Linked DNA regions of Mus musculus: all the other regions are linked to region 3. A link is a contact called in public promoter capture Hi-C data. All regions are on one chromosome and are shown on one strand. The core of a region is the stretch at or near the end of the contact, and the rest is flanking DNA. Distances in the headings are between cores, read along the strand shown.

Evidence for each region. Promoter capture Hi-C pulls out the DNA fragments that hold promoters and counts their contacts. Capture Hi-C pulls out chosen DNA fragments and counts their contacts.
Region 1: a contact with region 3 is called in a promoter capture Hi-C map of pre-B cells, with 3 times the contacts expected there. The contact joins the promoter of Oasl1 here to the promoter of Mmab in region 3. A contact is called at or near these places in 6 of 39 promoter capture datasets (the HPC-7 cell line, hippocampal neurons, liver and 2 more) and 1 of 9 other capture datasets (embryonic stem cells).
Region 2: a contact with region 3 is called in a promoter capture Hi-C map of adipose tissue. The contact joins the promoter of Svop here to the promoter of Mmab in region 3. A contact is called at or near these places in 2 of 39 promoter capture datasets (hippocampal neurons and pre-B cells) and 1 of 9 other capture datasets (adipose tissue).

Annotation. Positions count from the first base shown.
Region 1 is chr5:114,921,783-114,925,275 of GRCm38.p6, reverse strand. It overlaps Oasl1 (2'-5' oligoadenylate synthetase-like 1), which reads right to left and starts at 2,036. Exons shown (of 6, transcript NM_001359945.1): 1 at 1,667-2,036. The coding sequence starts at 1,864. Gm13822 (predicted gene 13822) reads left to right here and starts at 3,015. Exons shown (of 2, transcript NR_166682.1): 1 at 3,015-3,225.
Region 2 is chr5:114,089,563-114,093,026 of GRCm38.p6, reverse strand. It overlaps Svop (SV2 related protein), which reads left to right and starts at 1,647. Exons shown (of 16, transcript NM_026805.1): 1 at 1,647-1,875. The coding sequence starts at 1,841. Gm16108 (predicted gene 16108) reads right to left here. Exons shown (of 3, transcript NR_166617.1): 3 at 3,143-3,464.
Region 3 is chr5:114,442,687-114,446,019 of GRCm38.p6, reverse strand. It overlaps Mmab (methylmalonic aciduria (cobalamin deficiency) cblB type homolog (human)), which reads left to right and starts at 1,993. Exons shown (of 9, transcript NM_029956.4): 1 at 1,993-2,144; 2 at 3,198-3,259. The coding sequence starts at 2,029. It overlaps Mvk (mevalonate kinase), which reads right to left and starts at 1,751. Exons shown (of 11, transcript NM_023556.3): 1 at 1,657-1,751; 2 at 541-632. The coding sequence starts at 618.

The DNA of each region.
Region 1 (3,493 bases), core at 787-3,286, 480 kb before region 3:
GCCATCATAGAGGAGCAGACCAAGGACTTGAGACATGAGACAGGATGATCAGAGTCACACAGCTGGTGAGAGGAAGAGCCCAGACTCAAATCCTCTCTGTGTGGTGACAAAACTATGGCTGTCACTTCTAAATCATGTGACCTGAAGCTCAAGACTTCAAAATTCAACCCAGTAGCGCAAGTTTAAAATCTCAGGCTGGGAATCCAGTCCTAATTCTAGTCTAGATGCTGCAACCACTTGGGCTATGGCATTAAGATGTGTCAACCTCTTCAGGTGTCAATCTCCTTAACATTTAAATGAACAATTGGCTGAGGTTAGTTCTTCTCCAAAGCTGTGTGTGTGCGCATGTGTGCATCCTGCACTAGTGCACACTTGTGTGTGGAGATCAGAGGGCAACCTTGGGTATTGTTCTTTAGGCTGCTCATTTGGTTTTTTTGACACAGGGTATTCTACTGTGCCCTAGGGCTTGCAGATTTGGCTAGACTGATAGGCCAAGGAGACTGGTTGGTAGGCCTAGTGGTTCTCTTGTCTCTGCCTCTGCAGGGCTGGGATAATAAGTTTGAGCAGCTACACTCAGCCCTTGCCCCACCCCCTTCCAGGGTCTGTTGAACCTGTGATCCTTAGCTCAGCTAGGGGGTAGGGGTGGCAGTTGGAAGAAGGATTTAAGGAGGAAAAAAAAATATTAGTGAGAAACTTGGGTCACCGTTTGAGTAGCCGGGTTCAAATCCCAGCTCTGACGTCAGCAGTTACATCTCTGAACAAGCCCAATGGCTACTCTCAGCCTCCATTTTAAGAGTCTTTCAGTTATCAAAATATTAAAACGTGGAAAAAATTAGGAAGAAGATACCATCCAGGCAGCCAGCACATCTAAACTTGCCACATCGGTGACTGTCTTTCTTTTGTACATGCTAGGCTTTCACTCTAGCCTTGAGCCACATCCACAGATCCCGCATTTGTGTCATCTCAATCACTTTAAAGTGAGTAGCGGACAGCAAGGAGCTTTGCCCCAATACAGCATAGCATGTGTCCCCCTAAAGAGAGTTCCCCACCCCAGTAGGTGCGATTTAACTTGACAAACGGCAGTTTTCTTACCAAAATGCAGGTCATATTAAACATTTACCACTCATCCCCAAACTCACACTCTCTCTGTGTCTCTGTCTGTCTGTGGTGTGTGTGTGTGTGTGTGTGTGTGTATGTGTGTGTGTGTGTGTGTGTTGTTCTGTGATATGTAACCTAGGCTGTGAACCAACCATCCTCTTGCTTCTCTACCTCCCACATGCTGGGGTTGCAAGAATGGGCCCCCAAGTCAGGCTCTCAAAAATTGTTATTTACAAATTACATGTCAGGATCCAACTAGAGGCCTTGCATTGCATGTGGTCACTGTAGCTCTGACATTGTGGAGCCTTTGTTAGGCTCATCTGTAAAATGGGACAAGAATGGTATCTATCTCTCAGAGTATAAGTTTTAATGATAGAATATGCAGGCTTTCCCTACCATTTTCTCCAGAGGTGGTCTTTTATTATCTTCTTTAGTAGTTCATTCTGCTCAAGGCTCGCGGGGCTGTCTCGAGATGTCAGAAGCGTGAACTAGGGATCACGAGGCGAGGGGACTCCCTGGCACTGGGGTTTGCCCTGTCCTGGCTGGGAATGGTGAAGTCCAGTCTTACCTTGAGTACCTTGAGCACGCGCACATCCCGAGCCGGGCCACGATCTTCACGGAAATTCTCCTGCCTCAGGAACTGCTCCACTGTCTGCACGGTCTCCAGGACCTCTTCTTTCCACTCTCTGGTTGGCTGCAGCCACTGAGCCACAAAGGAGTCCAGCTTGGAGGCCGGGAAGCCGTACAGCTCCTGGGCGACTGCCATGGCTACAAACTGACCGTCAGCTACCTCAGGCAGGCGCAGGGCTATATAGCCAAGCACCCATCCAGCTGCCGGTACTCACCTCCTCCTTTTTTAAGGCGGCTCCTTTCCAGCTGACCTCTGGCACCCAATGGCGGAAAGGGGGGTGAAGAGAGAAGCTTGGGAGCATGGCTCTATGGGGGGGTCCCCTCCTTGGAGATTTATTGTCATGGTAGGTGTGCCGAGGGACCAGAGGCTGGGGTTGGCCGGTCTGGACCGCCTTAACAGGGTTGGCATGGGGCCAACTTTTGTGCTGTTAAGTTTCGATTCTCAACATTTGTAGTTTCTCTTTTGTGACGTTTGTAAACTGAAATTGGCTTGAGTCTGACCTTCCAGAGACACCTTGTCTGGATGACTTAGGCCAACTGCCCCGACCCGTCATAGGGAAACTGAGGTTTGGAAAGAGAAAGAGCCTAGTCATGGCTGTGGTAAGGAATGAGGAATCTGGAATCAGAAGGACACTTTGAGGTTGTCAGATGCTTTTTCTTTATTTTATTTCAAAGAATTATTATTATATTTATATAAAAGTTAGTATATTTCATTTAAAAGATTTAAATTTTTATTTATATTTTATTTACTTTATATTTACATATATTTATATGAGAAAATTATATTTATGTATTTTGGGTTTTTTTTTAGGAGGGGGACGCATGTCATGGCACAAATGTGGGGGTCAGAGTAAAACCTGCAGGGGCCTGTTGTCTGCTTCCACCGCACGTGGATTTTAGGACCCATACTTGGGTCATTAGGCGTGGCAATATGGTGTGAAACGAGGAAAAGAGAAACTCATATGGTAGGACATGAAATATGGCGAGAAACACTGAAAAACGTGCAAAAAGAGAAACACACGGTAGGACCTGGAATATGGCGAGAAACAGTGAAAAACGTGAAATATGAGAAATACACACTGTAGGACCTGGATTGTGGCCAGCCTGGTCTACAGAGTGAGTTCCAGGACAGCCAGGACTACACAGAGAAACTCTTATCTCATAGAAACAGGAAACAAAACATCTTGAATGTGTTTGCATTTAAGCACGCAAACACCACACACACAGTCTCAATAAAACGTTTTCAAAGCCAAAACAACCCAAATGAAGGTGCCTCTAACAGAGATCGTTACAGACATGAGACCTAGCAGGGGCTGTGTAGAGAAGTGGGTGGAGCCGGGCTCTGAGGTAGTTAAAGATTCAGAGCTGGGGTTGCTGAAAGAGTTCAGCAAAGCAGAACGAGGAAGAGCAGGAGGGTGAAGGAAAGGAGAACGTTCTGGAAGCCAAGTGATAATGCTGTTTGACAAAGAGGAAGTGGCTCACTAAGTCACATGTCAGGTGAGCCCGTTCAGCCTCCTTCCCAGGGTGAATCAGAAGCGTGGCGTGCAGAGAACTTAGAACCTAGCATGATCGCTCTGCCACCTTCTGTACTAAAGATAGACGGCAGCAATGCTACAGGCAGGGAGATGGGTCTGACACCGTGTGGCGGTCCATGCAGGATGCAGCAGTGAGCGGGCTGTGGTGGCACAGGCCTTTAATCCCAGCCCTAGGGAGGCAGAGGCAGGTGGATCTCTGTAAGTGTGAAACCAGACTGGTTGATACGGTG
Region 2 (3,464 bases), core at 398-2,897, 350 kb after region 3:
GAAAGGGTGAGCTTATTCAGCAGCAAGTCTCAGATGCTGAAAACATTTCTAGGTCTAGATTAGATTGAACAGAGACTAGAAGCTTCCAGGACCAGGCCTAGGTTAGCAGACAGGGGCAGTAAACGTCAGAGACAACAATCATTTCTGGCAAATAATAGCTTCTTTTACAGGGGACTGGAGAGATGGTTGAGAGTACTGGCTGCTTTTCCAGAGGACCTGAATTTGGCTCCCAGCATCCACATGGTTGCTCATCACCAGCTGTATCTTCAGCTCTAGGGGATCTAACGCCCTCTTCTGGTCTCTGTAAGTATATGCATGTGCATGAGGCACACATACTATAAGTGCAGTCAAACAGCCATACACATACTATAAATATAAAGGTGGTGGGGGCTGGAGAGATGGCTCAGCAGCTAAGAACACTTGCTGCTCTTCCAGACGGCCTGTATCAGGGGCCTGAAACTCAAAGACTAGGGAATCAAATACCCTCTCCTGGCTTCTAGAGGTACCCTACTCCCCCAACAGGCATGAACATATATACGTACACACACATACACAGAACTTATAAAACATTAGGAAAGAACGTTCCTCTCTTCCTTCTGTCCCTGTGATCCTCCATCCAGTCATGGCTCTTGTCCATGGGAAGCATGGAAGTCACCATCTTGGAAGGTGAATATTTTTCTCCTTTCTCCACTTATTCACACCAGAGCCTGGAGTTCTCTAGGCTTCTGAGGAGCTATTTAAATGTACAGACAGCAGACCCACACCCAGGGGGCTTCATGGTCTTGGATGGAGTCAACTGATTATGCACAACTCTCTCTCTCTCTCTCTCTCTCTCTCTCTCTCTCTCTCTCTCTCTCTCTCCCAACAGCATCTCACCTCGTAGCCCTATCTGGCCCGGATCCCACAGAGATTCACCTGCCTCTGTCTCCAACTGCTGGGGATCCAAGTTGTGTACCACCATGCCTGGCTTGTTTAACTTTTGAGATGTGGTTTGATATGTGCCCCATCTGTCCCCAAGCTTTCTGGTAACCCAGGCAGCCTTTGAACTCACGATCCTCCTGCTTCGCCCTTCCTGTGCCACCACACCCAGGCATGATGGATGTTCACCCAGCATGCTCTTATGTGTCAGGCACATGCCTCTGGGCACTTGAGATGCATTTGAGAAAATTCAAGGAGCTCAAGGGAGGGTGGAGAATCTTCATTCAAAGGGAAGGGCATCAAGGCAGGGACTCTGCTGTTTACTTCTGAATCACAGGCCGCAAAGATCACAACGCTGGCTGAGTAACTGAGTTACCCTTCCGCCTTCTAGCCTTCAGTACCCAACAGGATCCTTTTCTGGGCCCTCAGCTCTGTGATAACAATCTTTTCAAACTGTTCTGCCATCAGCGTGCTACAGTGCCTGGTGGCACCTAATAGGTGCAGTGTAATACGTGGAGTACATTTCCAGAAATCTATACTCCGTTCTAGAGCTTAAGCTTCCGGGACATCAAACGGACATTAATCAATTCGTACAAATACTCAGGGAGGGAGGCTTCTTCTGGACGGTCGGGGTGTCCCGCAGACACCCCAATCAGAGGACCGTGGGCTCCTGGGAGCAGCAGGGCTCGCCCCGCCCCCTCCACCGCGCAGCCCTCCCCTCGTCCTCCGCCCACTCCTGTCGGTCTCCCGGCGGTGGCAGCGGCTGGCTTTGTCTCCCGGGCAGGGCTCCCTCCCCCAGCAGCTAGCTGCCCAGCGAGGAAGCGGTAGAGCTGTCCAGCATCCCGGTGCTGAAAGCCGGAGCACCGGCCCTTGCTCCACCATGTAAGGGTCATGCCCAGGCTCGCCCTGGCGCACCGCGGACATGGAGGAGGATCTGTTCCAGCTCAGGCAGTTGCCGTGAGTACCGCGGGGGGCGAAGGGAGGCTGGCAGGGCGCCCTTTAGAAGAGCAAAGCCTGCAGGGGTGCATCCCCGCACGGCCTCTTGGATTGGAAAATGCTGTTACAGACGGAAGAATTGGGCCTGGAGGAGACAAGCCATTTTCTCAGCCCAGCTTCTGTTTCTCATTCATTTCCCTACCCCCCCCCCCCCAAGATCTGTCAGGACCTTGTGGGAATCCTTAGTTTCTGTGTTTTCCCTTGGAAATCGCTCTCAACCCCGAAGGGGGTTTGAGGTCTAGGCTGTGAGAATGCATTGGATGCTGTTTGGAAATGTGGGCTGAATTGACAAGGGCTGACATCTGTCCCTTTCCAGCCTTTCTCCTATACTATGCAATTCCTGATTTTTCCCCCCTACAAGGTCTTTCGGAAAGGAACGGTGTGAGGTTGCAAACTGCTTTCTAAACAGCACGTATGCTTTCCTAGAGGAGAGGCTGTTTGTGTAGCACGTGAATGAGACGGCTTGTGAGTCCTGGCTTGAGACTCTTGTCTTCTGAATGAAAGGTTGGGGGGGGGGTAGCTAGCTGGAGTATGCTTTGGCTTGGACACACCAGGAATGCATTCCTTTGAGGTTGGAAAATTTCTGGGGATACCTACTTCACTGAGAATCTTGTGGGAACCACAGAGAGGCAGTGGAAAAGACAGAGAGGCCTTCAGAGGTATTTACAGATAGCTTTCCTGCCACAGCAATGGTGTTTTGTTAAAGCAAATTCCAGGATTCCCGTTTTAATTTTTAACTGGCAGGTGGAAGTCAATTCTGCTTGGGTCTGTTGAGAAGGACTGGGTATTGTTAGCATGTGTAACTTTAAAAATGGTGTGCCCCCCCAAACCTCAAGCCACGGAGGAACCCTCTCAAGTGACTTTTAGTGTGACTGGTCTGGCTCTCTGAGACTCTTGAGTGTTTGTGGGGGTTGCCATATTTACTTCTCAATTCGGTCAAATTATTTTTCATTACACAGCTTTCAGGAATTAAAATTGTACTTTTACGCTTCTGTTAATAGATCCATAAATACCCCCCAACTAATGACAGCTTCATTTCACGATGCTAAAGGGTACCCGCTTCTAATACCCCAAAGCAAAAAATATAACTCTCAGAACAGACAGCCCTCCTCAAGGAAATCATGCCACGCTCCCTGAGCTCAAACACTGTGTTCCCAGAGCCCAATGATCACCCCGAATACAAAGGCAACCCACAAACTGAAACAATGTTGCTCAGAATAAGAACACGTACTGGGATGTCAGCTTTTAGTGGAATGAATTTTCACACCCCAGCAGACCATGTGATCATGGCAAAGGACATATGTGCCTTTAGCTTTCCAGAATGTAGGCATCATGACATTACATACTAATTTTTTTTCCATAGCTAAAAGAGACTGAAAACTGGGGAACCAGGGTTTGTCTCATTCACACTCGAAATGAGCACTTGTCTACCATGCACAGGGCCTTGGGTACCATCCGTGGTGTGAAATATACAGAAAGAAATTATGAGACTAGGGAAACTTATATATGTATATATGTAATTAATTGAAGCTAGGTTGAGATGCAGGCCT
Region 3 (3,333 bases), core at 744-3,243:
AAGCGCTGTCTCGGAAAAAAAAAAAAAAGCCTCAGCTTTACCTGTAAAATAGAAGATTACACATCGTAGCCGTGGGTTAGATCTGAGGGTTAAATGAGATAATGCGTGTGCACAACACTTCTACCAGACCATCTTTCCAATTCCTCAACACTGGAATGTCCAAAGCCCAGCCCTTCAATCCCTTTCCCCTCCAACACTCACTTCCTGGGTGATTCCAACCCAACCTGTAGGTTTTATCAACCATCCTCAGCTATTGTACTTAGTGGGGCCAGCTTAAGGTTCGTCCGGCTGGAGATACTCATCCAGTGAACACCCTAGGCCTTTCTTTTACCGTCTTCCAATCCAGGGTCTGAGAGACATGGTACCCCATCGTTCAAGTCCCTGGGAACTTTTTTTGGTTTGTTTGTTTTTTCGAGACAGGGTTTCTCTGTGTAGCCCTGGCTGTTCTGGAACTCACTCTGTAGACCAGGCTGGTCTCAAATTCAGAACTGGGATTAAAGGCATGCGCCACCACTGCCCAGCTCCCTGGGGACTTTTTACCTTGCCATGGACCACAGCGTGTTCTCCATGGAGGATGACCTTCCCCGGGGCGGACACCAGCAGGGCTTCTGACAACATGGCTTCTGAGACTTCTGCAAGGAAAGAGAGAGAGAGAGAGAGAGAGAGAGAGAGAGAGAGAGAGAGAGAGAGAAACAAAGTTCCCTAGATGTTAGTTACAAACACCAGGAAGGCTGGGCTTGGAGGTGAACATCTTTCATCCCAGCACTGTGGAGGCAGAGGCAGGTGGATCTCTGGGTGTACGAGGCAAGCCTGGTCTACAGAGTGAATTCCAGGACAGCCAGGAGCATGTAGAGAAACTCCATCCAGAACTACCATCCAGAGCTATGTTCCAGGATGACAGTGCAGTGAGCCAGTCAGGTGGACAATGGGAAAAAAAAAATCTGGGTTCAGACCACAGCTCTTCCGTCCCCAGAATGTCTTATGCCATGAATCTGTTTCCCATATATCAGATAATAGAGGCAATACTGGAGGCTGACTCAAAGGACTACCAGCAGCAAGGCCTGTCTGTCTGGCAAAGTGGCCTCTTGACTATACTGAGCTACTCGGCACTGACAGGTTCTCAGCTCCAGAGTTTATTACCACTGCTGTTGCCAGTAGAAACTGACATGAGCTCAGGCATGGACTGCTTGCCTACTCTGAGGACGGCCATGTGTTTGATGCGTGTGGGAACGCGAGGTTTAGATAAAATCTTGCAGGAGAAAGAATCCTTCCCGGACCTCAAGACCACAACCAACCTGTCACAATCACAAACGCGGCTGCCGGGACTCACCTGTTAACGCCCTGTGTTGCACGTTCAAACAAGAACTTCTGCAAGGCAAGAGTCATGTCACAGAGTGGTTTTGCTGGATTTATGGGTGCATGCATTTTTACGTTGTTATAAATAATGCAAAAATCACCCGGGTTCAAGGCTTCACTGGCCACCCCACTGCACACTAAGTAGCCCAGTCTACGGGACCCTAGTCTAGGGGAAACTGTCCGATCTGAGGTCGCCGAGCGCTCAGATCGAGGACACGAAGGCAGAGAACCGCGGCGCCCGGCCCGGGGTGTCCGGGACCCGGTCCTCACGCCGCCCATCCCGCAGCCCAGGCTTCTCACCTGCCCCGGCCAGCGCCCAAGTGAGCTGAAACCCGGGCCGCAGCTCCCGGTCTTCTCCATATCAGATGGGAGAGTTCCAAGGAGGCGGGTGTGTCTTCCTGAGGCCAATCAGAGAGCTGGAGCTAAGGGCTCCTTTACAGATTGGGTCAAACATTAACCAATGGGAACTTCAAGCAAGCCGAAATTGCCTCGCCTCTTTCTACAAGTAATCCAATGGGAATCAAGAGCTGGGGAGTGCCCCGCCCTGGTGCGAGTGCCCCAGGCCAATAGGAAACAGCGATTGAGAGGTGGCGCGGCCGGCTGCGGGGCGGAGTCATCCCCGGGCCTGGACGGGTGCCTAGCCGGGTCAGTCTTGGATGCGTTACCGTGCGCATGGCTGTGTGGCTCTTTGGGGGTCGCCTCGGCCTGCGCGGGCGTCTCAGCGCCTGCAGACTGCTGTGTCCCCGTTTCCAGAGCCGTGGCCCTCAGGGCGGGGAAGACGGGGACAGGTGAGTTTCAGGCCTGGAGAGTAACTCAACACGGAGGAGGAACGGTTGTTTCCGTGGGTACATCACACCGATGACGTGCTCTATGTGGCCTGACGTCACTGGGCTCGTCATGGCGTCAGAGGCCAGGATTTCCTCCCCAAGTTCTAACGGAGTCTAGCTGTGGTCAGTCAGGGCAGGGGCATGCTCTTGTGGGTTTTGTCCGGCCTCCCCAAGCAGTTTGTTTGGATTAGGATTAAGACACCAGGAAGACATGGTAACACTTAGAAACTTGCATAGGGACTTGCAGACTACCATGACCTCATGATCAGCGTTCCCTGTCCAGTCCTCTGACTTTGAAATAATTTTGTGAATTCACATTTTAATTTTAAGTTATGCACTGCTAGTTGAAAATGGCAGAGTCGGGGTTCATTCGCAGTCCTCAAAAAAAAAAAAATTAAGTTAAAATAGCATTTTTGAAATTCCATTTTGACAGTGTATTTTTTTTTTTCCTTGACACTGAAAAATCTTAGAAAAGTGCAAGTGGCCTAGTTTTCTTTCCCCCAGAAGTGCTAACTTCTGTGTTGGGGTTAGAAGAGACAAGAGTTTGGGGAGGGTAATGGACCAGGTCAGGCTTACAGTAGAAGGGTTTTGGGCATGAATCCCAGCCCAGTCTCTTCCTGGAGATCTAGGAAGTTGAATCTTTGTGGGCTCCAGTTTCCTCAACGGAGAAGCGTATGGCTAACTTTGGGAGTGTGGGAGAAGCTGAAGGGCAGTTCCAGGAGCTAGCGGCTTTAGCCCACTGTGGAGCTAGGGCTACATGGAGTGACCAGTTAGTCCTTCCTGCCAGTATTTGCCAAGAATCTTTATTGAGCAGTATGCTACAGCAGCTGCTGTACAGGTAGAGACAGGGACAGGAAGCTGTCAGGAAGGGGCAGCGGGGAAATGGCTGACGGGAGATTGCCATCCCAGAGGCAGAGAAGTGCTGCCCCTGAGGTTGCAGACTGAAAGCTGGGCGTCACTCCCCGAGGCGCAGCCGTTCCCACTTACCACGCCTTTGTGTCTGTTTCTCATCAGGCTGCAGCCGTCCTCGACGGCAGCCAAGATCCCCAAGATTTACACCAAGACGGGAGACAAAGGTAGGCCACGCTGTAGCCATGTGACGGGTCTGAATATACATCATAAGTGTGAAGCCACAAGAAAGGTGCACTGT